Regions from separate parts of the Rattus norvegicus genome. Here region 1 is linked to region 2. A link is a contact called in public Hi-C data. All regions are on one chromosome and are shown on one strand. The core of a region is the stretch at or near the end of the contact, and the rest is flanking DNA. Distances in the headings are between cores, read along the strand shown.

The links. A called contact is a pair of places that touch in the nucleus more often than the background predicts.
Region 1: a Hi-C map of liver shows a contact between it and region 2, with 2.5 times the contacts expected there. The contact joins the enhancer-like site here to the promoter of Tmem201 in region 2. A contact is called at or near these places in 11 of 12 Hi-C or Micro-C datasets (the A7r5 cell line, the Rat2 cell line, Schwann cells and 7 more) and 1 of 1 datasets of contacts at active chromatin or transcription factors (oligodendrocytes).

What each region holds. Positions count from the first base shown.
Region 1 is chr5:165,528,737-165,533,800 of GRCr8, reverse strand. No RefSeq gene overlaps it. Among named protein-coding and RNA genes, the nearest start is that of Slc25a33, 28 kb to the right of the region's middle. Within about 2 kb of position 1,295, at least 26 of the 93 cell types and tissues checked have an H3K27ac peak or open chromatin away from gene starts, as enhancers often do. A contact at or near this core is called in liver, where this site is marked.
Region 2 is chr5:165,469,198-165,474,033 of GRCr8, reverse strand. It overlaps Tmem201 (transmembrane protein 201), which reads left to right and starts at 2,133. Exons shown (of 11, transcript XM_001078224.7): 1 at 2,133-2,362. The coding sequence starts at 2,250.

The DNA of each region.
Region 1 (5,064 bases), core at 46-2,545, 61 kb before region 2:
CCTTGAGAAAGTCTGTCTCAAAATATGAAGACTAATTGAGAAAAACATTTGATCTTGACTTCCTGCTTCTACACACTCGCGCGCACACACACACACACACACACACACACTCCTCTCTGGGTCTAAGGAAAGACAGCTGCACCAGGCCCAGCCAGCTCTACTCAGAGCTGAGACGTCAAAAGTCTGATACTTTTTGGACTGTACACAAAAACATTAATTCCTAGGTTGGAGAGACTCGGCAGTTACACACACCTGTTTACCTGTTTGGTTCCTAGCATCCATGGGATGGCTCATGACCACTAGTAATGCCAGCTCTGGGAGATCTGCCCTCTTCGGGGCTCTAAGGGTACCTGCACTTGTGCTTGTGCATGTGTGCGGCCCCCTCCCCATGCACTCAAAATTCAAAAAATAATAAATACTAAAAAAAAGTTTCAACTGTTATAAAGTCTGACTGGGTGGTCTATATAAAAAATAGTTAATGTTTTCTTTTGAAGAGGAAGGGGCCTGTAAATGTGAAAATCCTGGCACCGTCTAGAGGCAGTGTCGGAAGGAGCTTTCTCTGAGGACTTCCTTCTAACTTATAAATAAAGAACAAAGCTCTATTCTGCCCCTGTCTAAAGAAGGACACAGTTAGAGGCAGATGTTTTTGGGGTTTTTTCCTTAAAAACCTTTCTTTTCTTTTCTTTCTTTCTTCCTTTCTTCCTTCCTTCCTTCCTTCCTTTCATGTATATGAGTACACTGTAGCTGTCTTCAGACACACCAGAACCCATTACAGATGGTTGTAAGCCATAATGCGGTAGCTGGGAATTGAACTCAGGACCTCTGGAACAGCAGTCAGAGCTCTTAACTGCTGAGCTATCTCTCCAGCCCAGGGGCAGATGTTTTAAGGGTCATTCCCTGACCCTGAGCCCACGTTCAATGCCCATAGTCAATACATTTGTCCCAAAGGAAAGTGGGGGAAAAGTCAGGCCTTGAACTTGGGCAGTAGGCAGACGCTGGCCCATGGATTTGATCTGGGATTGCCAGTGCCACATTCAGGTGCATATTCTCCCTGGCGGGGAAAGGGGCATGGAAAGAAAAAACCTGTAGCTTGAGACAAACAAGTCCAACCCGTGCTCCAGGAAGCCAGACCCATTAACAGCTCGACCTGCTGCCCAGAATACAGACTGCATCAGGAGCCACCCCACCATTACCAACAGAGTCTGCCTTCCTCCACCCGCAAGGGGCTGCATGCTCCAGAGACAGCTTTTCCAAGCGAGAGCAGAGGGAGGCAGCCCCACGTGACTTCCCCTTTCCCGGGAGCCTGTTTGTTTATTCTGGTGAGACAGGCAGACAAACTCCCAGCAGGCCTGGGAACCTTCACAAAGCTGCAGTTACTTGCCTGGAACCTCATGTCCCTCCAACCCCTGAACTCCACGACCCATGTCTCTTCCTTTGGCCTTTGCCATTGTTGCTGTTGGCTTTTCGAGATCTCTCACTCATGGCTTCTCAGGCTAGCTTCTAACTGGCAGCAATCCTCCTACCTCAGCCTCCCCAGCGCTGAGCCTGCAGTGATGTGCTACCCTACCCAGATACTAGATGCTTTTTGGCCATCCATCTGCTTCACTCTGGCATAAAGGAAGAGGAGGGTGCATGGCCAACCTGAGGGGAAGAGTATCCATAGAAACGACAGCTAGGAGCAAGTCCAGGCTGTCCACCAGGCACATGGGGTCATCCTCACCCATGGAGGACCCAGGGTACTCCTATGAAGATGGTCCACAACACAAAACAAAACAAAAAATCAGAAGTTTATGTTTTTATATTCTGAAATGAGTGGGTTTAAAACCAGTATATTAATGGAAACTTGTGTTCTTCTTTTTTCCTCCCTAGAGGGAGGATGGTCAGGTTATTGCCCTGACTGATTCAAACTCGCCCTGTCCCTAAGGATGCCCTTGACTTCCCCATCTTCACCTCTCCCTCCTCCCGAGTTCTGGGAGTGCAAGCATGTACTTCCATGCCCTGGCAGCCCTCCTCTTCTTCTAGATCCTGGTGGCCTCAGGCTCTGTCCCTTGTGTCTATAGCCTTCTATCTCCCTCCTAGTCATACGTCATATTTTTCCATGTTAGATCTCCTCCTGCCCTGCCTTTCATAAGGACGCCAGCTTCTGGGTTTAGAGTTCACATGCAGAATCCAGGATAATGTTGTCTTGGCGTCTTTAATCACGTGACACCCTCAACAGACCTTGATTAAAAATAAGGTCACTTTCCCAGATCAACGCAGTCATATCTTGATGGGGCGGTTGGGGTGAACACACCATTAAACTCACAACAATCATTTTCTATGGCTATAATAAAGCACCGCAGGCTTATAAATAAAGGAGATTTGGCGATTCCAAAATCTAAAAGCAGGACTGGAGAGGTGGCTCGGCAGTAAGATCACTTGTGTTCTTCCAGAGGACCCGAGATTGGTTCCCAGCACCTACATCCGGTTGCTCACAAGTCCATGTGACTCCAGCACTGGAACTCTACTGCCCTCTTCTGGGCTCCATGGGTTACTGCATGCATGGGGCATACAGAGTGATCGACACGCATACACATAAATTAAAATTAAAAAGCAAACAAACAATCCAGGTGCAGTGACACACACTCCTTTAATCACAGCCTCTATTGAGAGTCCCTCGTGCAATGGTCCCATGTTGGAAGGAGCATGTGAGAGGAGAAGAGACAGCGGCCCAGAGCATGAGGAGACAGTCTCATGACCTCCCAACATTACCACACAGACAAGCAAACTTCCAAGCACAGAGGGACACGCTCATGGCAGGGACCAGTTAACAGATGAGTTGAGAGTCACTAAATCCAGTTCTTTCCATGTCCACTGGTAACAGTGAGAAGATACAAGGGAAGGGGCCAAGTGTCCACACTTGGGTAAAGCTTCACCTTTAGGGAAAGTGAATTTTGTATAATTGCCCTGAGAGCCCACTGGGACTCCCCAAGCCTTGCCAGGCTGGCTGCTTGGATACTCTTCCCTAACTGTTGCCGCCTTCATCTGGCTGAGGCAGAGCCCTGCAGAGGACTCTGAGTGCAATCACTTGCAAAATTCTCTCTCTCTCTCTCTCTCTCTCTCTCTCTCTCTCTCTCTCTCTCTCTCTCTCTCTCATGTGTATGAGTGTGTGTGTACACATGCATGTATGTGGGTTAGGTGTCTTCCTCTATCACTCTCTGTCTTCTCCTTTGAACTGGGAGTTTACCATTCATCTAGGCAGCCTGGCCAGAGTGTCCTGGGATCAGCCCTCCCCATCCTCCAACATTCCCCGCCCCCAACCCAATGCTAGGATTAGAGACTGGACCATCATGCCTGGCTTTCGCGTGGTATTGGGCATCTAAACTTAGGTCCTCATGCTTGCCCAGTGAACATTCTACCTGATGTGTTTATGAAAAGATAAAGAGAGTGGGGATTAGGTTCTATGGAGGTGTGGTGAGGTATGGAAAGGGGGTGCCTCAGCGGGCCCTGCTGAGACATCACTTCCCCTGAGGGACCAGTCACACGACAGAATAGTATACAATAGAGTTTATTCAGAGCATGGGGAGGGGAGTTAAGAGAGTAGTAGGGCAGAGAAAGAGAAGTAGAGAAGAGGAGGAGGCGAGGAGGAGAGTAGGTCAGCCATTAGCATGTGGAGAGAAGGGGGAAAGGGAATGGGGAGAGAGGAGACAAAGGGGCTAGAGGATAAGACAGAGAGGAGGGGACAAGCAGCCCCTTTTATAGTGTCTGGCATACATAGCTGTTGCCAGGTAACTGTGGGGCAGAGCATGCCTGGCTGTTGCCTGGTAACTCTGGGGGTGGAGCTTAGACAGAATGCTAACATAACCCACGGAACCATTACCCTAGTCCCTGCTTGTTTTGTTGTTGTTGTTTGGTTTGGTTTTGGGTTTTGGTCTTTTTGGTTTTGGGTTTTGGGGTTTTGGTTTTTGGTTTGAAACAGGCTTTTTCATTGACTTGGAGCCTGCCAATCAGTCTAGGCTTGGCTGGCCAGCAGTTCCAGGATTGGATCTACATCCCCAGCAGGTCAGAGCTTTTTAAATATGGGCTCTGGGGGATGGAGCCCAAGTCCTCATTCACGCTTGCAGCAAAGGCACGCAGGTTACCAGCTGGGCTATCTTCCCTTCTTACTCCCATGCAACCCTCTTCACCACACAGCCTAAGACTTGGGGATACCCATGGCAGGTCACTGCCGTTGGATACACACCCTGGAGTGGGCTTTCAGTAGGTCCTGTGCCAGCTGGCCAGAAGGACCTCACCCAAACTGCTGTGTTGATGAAAGGGACTCAAACTCTGACTGAAGTCCTCTGGGGATTTATAGAAACACCTCTCTTCTGAGTAACTCTAACCTAAATGAACGTTTCCTGGGGCCGGATGTATAGTTCGGCAGTAGAGCACATATGCCAGCATGCACACCCTAGGTGTGGTTCCCCAGCCCCCAAAATTAATAAATAATTGGTTAACTAGTTAACTCGCCAGAGGGTTTTGTTTGAGGTTGGGTTTTTGCTCAGCAGTTTTATCGAGCTGTTACCCATGTGCCCTGCAGTTCACCAGTTTCACATGTAGCATCCAATGCCATCAGGAACTCCCTGGAGTTACACAATCCCCACAATGCACTTTCAAACACCGCACTGCTCCTCAAATAAGCCACACCCCAGAGCCCGCAGCCCAGTATAACGGGCCACCACCCCCATCCATCCTTTGACACTAATTCACGCTCCGTGTCTGGATTTGCTCTCTCCTGACATAAATAGAATCCGATACAATGTGGCTTTTAGTATCTGCTTCTTTTCACTTAGCAGATCTCTTCCAGGCTTCTCCCACTTTAGCAGTCTCTAGAACATCTTTCCCTTAAGCTGAGTTATGTTCCATTGGGTGGCAAGGGACCACATTTTACTTATTCATCTATCCGGTTAATGAGCATTTGGGTTGCTCTGCTGTCTGGCTTTTAGGAATACTGCTGCTGTGAGCATTTCTATAGGCAAGCTTTTTAAAGACTGCAGTCTCCTGCCAGGAATGTAGCCATGTTCTCAAGAGACTCTCGAGATT
Region 2 (4,836 bases), core at 884-3,383:
CCAGTCTCAGCAGACCCAGCGACACTGGGCCTCAGTAGGCACCGGGCATCGTCATAAAAGGTGGGACTTTTTGTTTTGGTGGTTTTGTGTTGTTTAGTTTTAAAGTTTCCAACACCTTTCAAGCTTCACCAGCTGAACATCAAAACCTTAACACGGGGGCTTGGAGGAGTTCGAATGTGAAATGGATCTGAACTCAGTTTTCCTTCCATTTACCTAAGACTTCGAGATACCAATAATCATGGAATGCCTAAGACCGTGTGAGTGATGTTCAGGAAGCTCGTAGACAACAGTTCTCTACCCACTGGAGACCTTCCCAGGAACCCAAGGCACCAGATCCAGAGAGCAAATGATGTTTAAACATGGGCACACAGTGTGTAAGCCACTGCATTCTAGGCACAATCGAAGCTAGGAGAAATAGAAGGATGGGAAAGGCCTTGACTCTGATGTGCAAGACACGCCTTCCGGCCCAGACCCTAATGCCACTGTGGTTTTACATTGATTCCCTGCACTTGTCCTGCTCCCTCCTTCCTGACTGGTGAAACATGGACAGATGAACTGGCAACAAAAAAGCAAGAGGTTTCAGTGACCCCCAGACCATCATTGCCGACAGAGAACTTGATCTTAAAAAACACTCATAAAGGGGCTGGAGAGATGGCTCAGCGGTTAAGAGCACTACTGCTCTTTCAAAGGTCCTGAGTTCAAATCCTGGCAACCACATGGTAGCTCACAAACATCTGTAATAGGATCTGATGCCCTTTTCTGGTGTGTCTGAGGACAGTGACAGTTTACTCACATATATAAAATAAATAAACAAATCTTTAAAATAAATAAATTAGAAGCAGCACCCTTCCATGGCCTTTGCTGATGCTCCAAGTTCCTGCCTTGTTGGAGCTTCTGCCCTGACTTCCCTCAGTGACAGATTGAACTGTGATCTGGAAGCTGAATAAACCCTCTCCTCCCCCCCCCAAATAAATTAATTAATTAATTAAACATTAAAACACTCATAAAATTGTGTGTGTTGGGGGTATTCCACAGAAACATAACATGCAATTAAATATAAACATTTTTGTTTGTTGTTTTTCAAAACATAGTTTTTCTGTGTAACAGAGCCCTGGCTATCTTGGGACTTTCTTTGTAGACCAAGCTGTCCTCAAACTCACAGAGATCTGCCTTCCTCTGCCTTCCAAGTACTGGGATTAAAGACATGCACCACCATGCTCCACGATTTTTCGATTTTTTTGAGAGATCAAAGGCTTGTGCCACCACGCCTGTCCAACCTGGTATAAATTTTTCTTGCTAGAGTTTTTTTCTTTTGTTTTCTTCTTTTTATTTCTGTTTGTTTTTTTTTGTTTTGTTTTGTTTTTTGTTGTTTTTTTTTTACCCCCCTGGGACAGGACCTCCTACTAGCCCATGGATTGCCTGATGACCTGGAACTCACTGTGTTGCCTCAAATTTACAGAAATCCTCCTGCCTCCGCTGAGATTAAAGATGTGGTTGCATCACCAAGCATCAGTGAGTTTTTCTTGATCCGTAGTTTACCTCACATAAATGCTGAAACACTCCTATAAGTGGCTCTTCCCTCGATCCCACTCCCCGAGGTAATCAATTTGAAGTGCTTCATCAAACTTGGCAACTATGAAAATCATCTACATTCGACTAAAAAAAAAAAAAAAGATTACCCCTTCAGGGCCAATCCCTCCCCCTCAGCCATTCATTCTAATGGCTGCATTATGTTCTGAAACATGCCAATCCAGTGATTATTTAACCTCGTTTCCGTCTTTGGACGTTTGTATTTGTGCAAGCTAATTTTCAACCACTGTGGGTTCTGTAGCGGCACAGGCCGGCTTTGGCCCGACCCCAGGAAAACAGGACTAATTAAAGGAAAGCATTGGCAAGGATTGGCGCTGAGTAGCAGCACTGGGAACCGCAAGTGCACGCATGCGCAGGCGGCAGGCGCAGGCAGCAGGCGCAGGCGCAGGCGGGGCTCCTTCCAGCTCTAGAGAGTGGCTTTCCAACAGCGGCCGCTGGGAGGCGCGTCCGAGCCAGCGCTGAGCGCTTCCGTCGGCGCCCCGCCCACCCAGGCTCGCCCCGCGCCTCGATTGGCTGCGCGGCGGGAGCGCGCCGAGTCAAGGGGCGGGCCCGCGCCGGCTACAAAGCGGCGAAGGTCACGGCGCGAGCAGGAGCGCGCGGGCCGCCGGGAGTCCCTTTTGCGTCCGGCGCCCCTAGCCCACCGACTCCGCCCGGAAGCTATGGAAGGAGTGAGCGCGCTGCTGGCCAGCTGCCCCACCGCCGGCCTGGCGGGAGGCCTAGGGGTCACGGCGTGCGCTGCCGCCGGCGTGGTGCTCTACCGGATTGCGCGGAGGTGAGTGCGCGCCCCACTGCACGCGGCCCGGGCTGCCGCCCCGCCCCCGCGAGGCTACGGCGGAGTCCCACGGGCGGACCAGGCCTGCTCGCGGATGCGAGATGCTTTCTCCGTCTCCACCTTTGCTCTCATCTCCGAAAAACCTCGTCGGGGAGCAGCTCCCTACCGTGGCTGGGGGAGGGGGCTGCTACTTGCTCCTCCCTTCGAGGCCTGCGCTCCTGGCTGTATTGCCCTGCTGGGCCTCTGTAGCTCATCGGTTGGGGTGATGAGAGCTGGCATTTGATGATCTACATGCGATAGCAATAACATTCCTCACGTAAGCTTCCCCCCGGAGAAGCCCTGGAGCTGAGTACTTAGAAGAGGCACGTGTGAACAGTAGCAGCCTTAGGCAGGCGCCTGCACATTTAGGGAACTTGCCCATTCTGAGGTGTACGCTGTACTCCTTGGACACCTGTCTGGAATGGGCTTTGGGGCCCAATACTCTGTCCTATCATGACTCAGAGATCACTCAGACCCCAACTCTCAAAGCTGGCCTTAGACATTCCCCTCCATGGTCAAACGCCAAAATGGAATAGTTTCTTCAGCAGGATGAAGGATTAGCTCACCTGATGACATTTCCTGAGGATAGGAACATATGTGCATTTATGGGAGCCTCTTCAGGACAACTAGGGATGTGCAAAGCTCAGGATTTGCCTCTAGTCCCCGGGGCAGCAAAGGGCTGTGATTTGAACTCCTGGCAACCTGGGTAATGGGTCGCCTTCCTTAACCCTGCTTTTTTTCTGAAGGAGAGGGCAGGCAAAAGTTGTTAGAGGTAGGTGAGTCACATGGGACTTCTAAGGAGAGAGTGGACATTAGCTGTGTCTGAAGGAGGGGACCACATCCCAGGGGGGCTGACTCTAGAGATCTGAACCCAAGCTTCCTGCCTTGTTTCCACCTACTTTTTGGAAGTCAGGGGGGCCTCTTAAGGTCAGCTAACCCAAAGCGGTCTCTTTTTACCTGGACCTAGGGGAGCCTAGGCAGTCTGCTTATGTGCCAAGCAGAGCTTGTCCCAAAGCCCAGGCACCTCCTGGGTGCCACTGCCTCTGCCAGCTCAGGATAGGGCACGTGGCCAGAAGAGCAGAGTGGGACTAGATCACTGCCTGTCACTCCTGCTCTGACTATGAAGGCCCTGCCTCTGCTAGAGACGGGAATCTAAGGCCTGAGGAGGTTTTGTGTGTGTGTGTGTGTGTGTGTGTGTGTAAAGGGGGGGTAAGGGCTGGTGGGGGTGGGGATATATTCTTGGAGGAGGAGCCAAAAACTCGTTCATTCTTTTTTTTTTTTTAATATTTTATTTATTTAATGAATGTGAGTACACTGCAGTTGTCTTCAGATACACAAGAATCCGTTACAGATGGTTGTGAGCCACCATGTGGTTGCTGGGAATTGAACTCAGGACCTCTGGAAGAGCAGTCAGTGCTCTTAACCACTGAGCCATCTCTCCAACCCCCTCGTTCATTCTTTTTTCATGCTGACACCAGGCTGTACGGGTGTTTGGACTACTGCTTGCTGCTGATTGGTCAGAGCATGGGCGCCTGGTGTGCACCTGTCTTTGTGAGCTCTGGGTTTCATCTGGAGGTGAATTGTCCACTCACAGGTCTGAGGCAAGCCTAACTTAGCAGGAGGCCAGGCTGTGGCAGGCAGGGGCCCACTGTTGTGGAGAATGGTGGTCGAATACGCCAGAGGAGAGCCTACAGGAACTTGCTGTTGGGAGGGCCTTTAGTGGAGTGGGTGTTTTCAGGCTAAGCACAGAGATAGCAGAGGACAAGACTGTGGCCCAGAGGAGCCATGTCCATGTCCCTGTTCAGGTCAGCCCTTCCGAGTTTTTGAACTGGCCAAAGTGGTTGCAGAGAAGTTGTCTAGAGCCCAAATCTAGCCACCCTTGCTGCCTTACCCATGGAGTTTTCGTGTCCCAGTTACAGTTAATAGTGAACGGCTGCCATTCCTGTCAGGTGCCCTGCACCATGCACTCGAGCACCTGTCATTCAGTAGCAGCTCTGATGGGGCAGGAACTGCCATTCCACCCAGCTGGGAAACAGGTCTGGAGGAGTGCCCCGGTTCACCCCACCATAGGTGGAGGAGCCCTGCCTCTCACCTATACTGTTCTACCAGCCAGAGAGGCTTCCCTGGAGCTGGGGTTCTTGGGTGGAGGCCCCACATCCCTCTCCCTGTGCCTCCACTTCTCATGCTGCTCAGTGTGCATCAGAACCTTGTTCCTTTGCAGGGTGCACTTTGGGTTTGCCCCGGGAGCTCAGTTTAGCGCCCATCACTGTCCTGCTTGCACAGCCCACACACCACCTGTGTTGGTGTTTATCGAGGTCACAGTGTCTGCATTTGGAGGTGAGGATACATTGGGTAGCCTCTCTAAGGTGTGTCACAGAGCCTGTCCTGGCATTCAGATGCGCTCTGGCAGTTACTCCTGTCTAAACTGGCCCAAG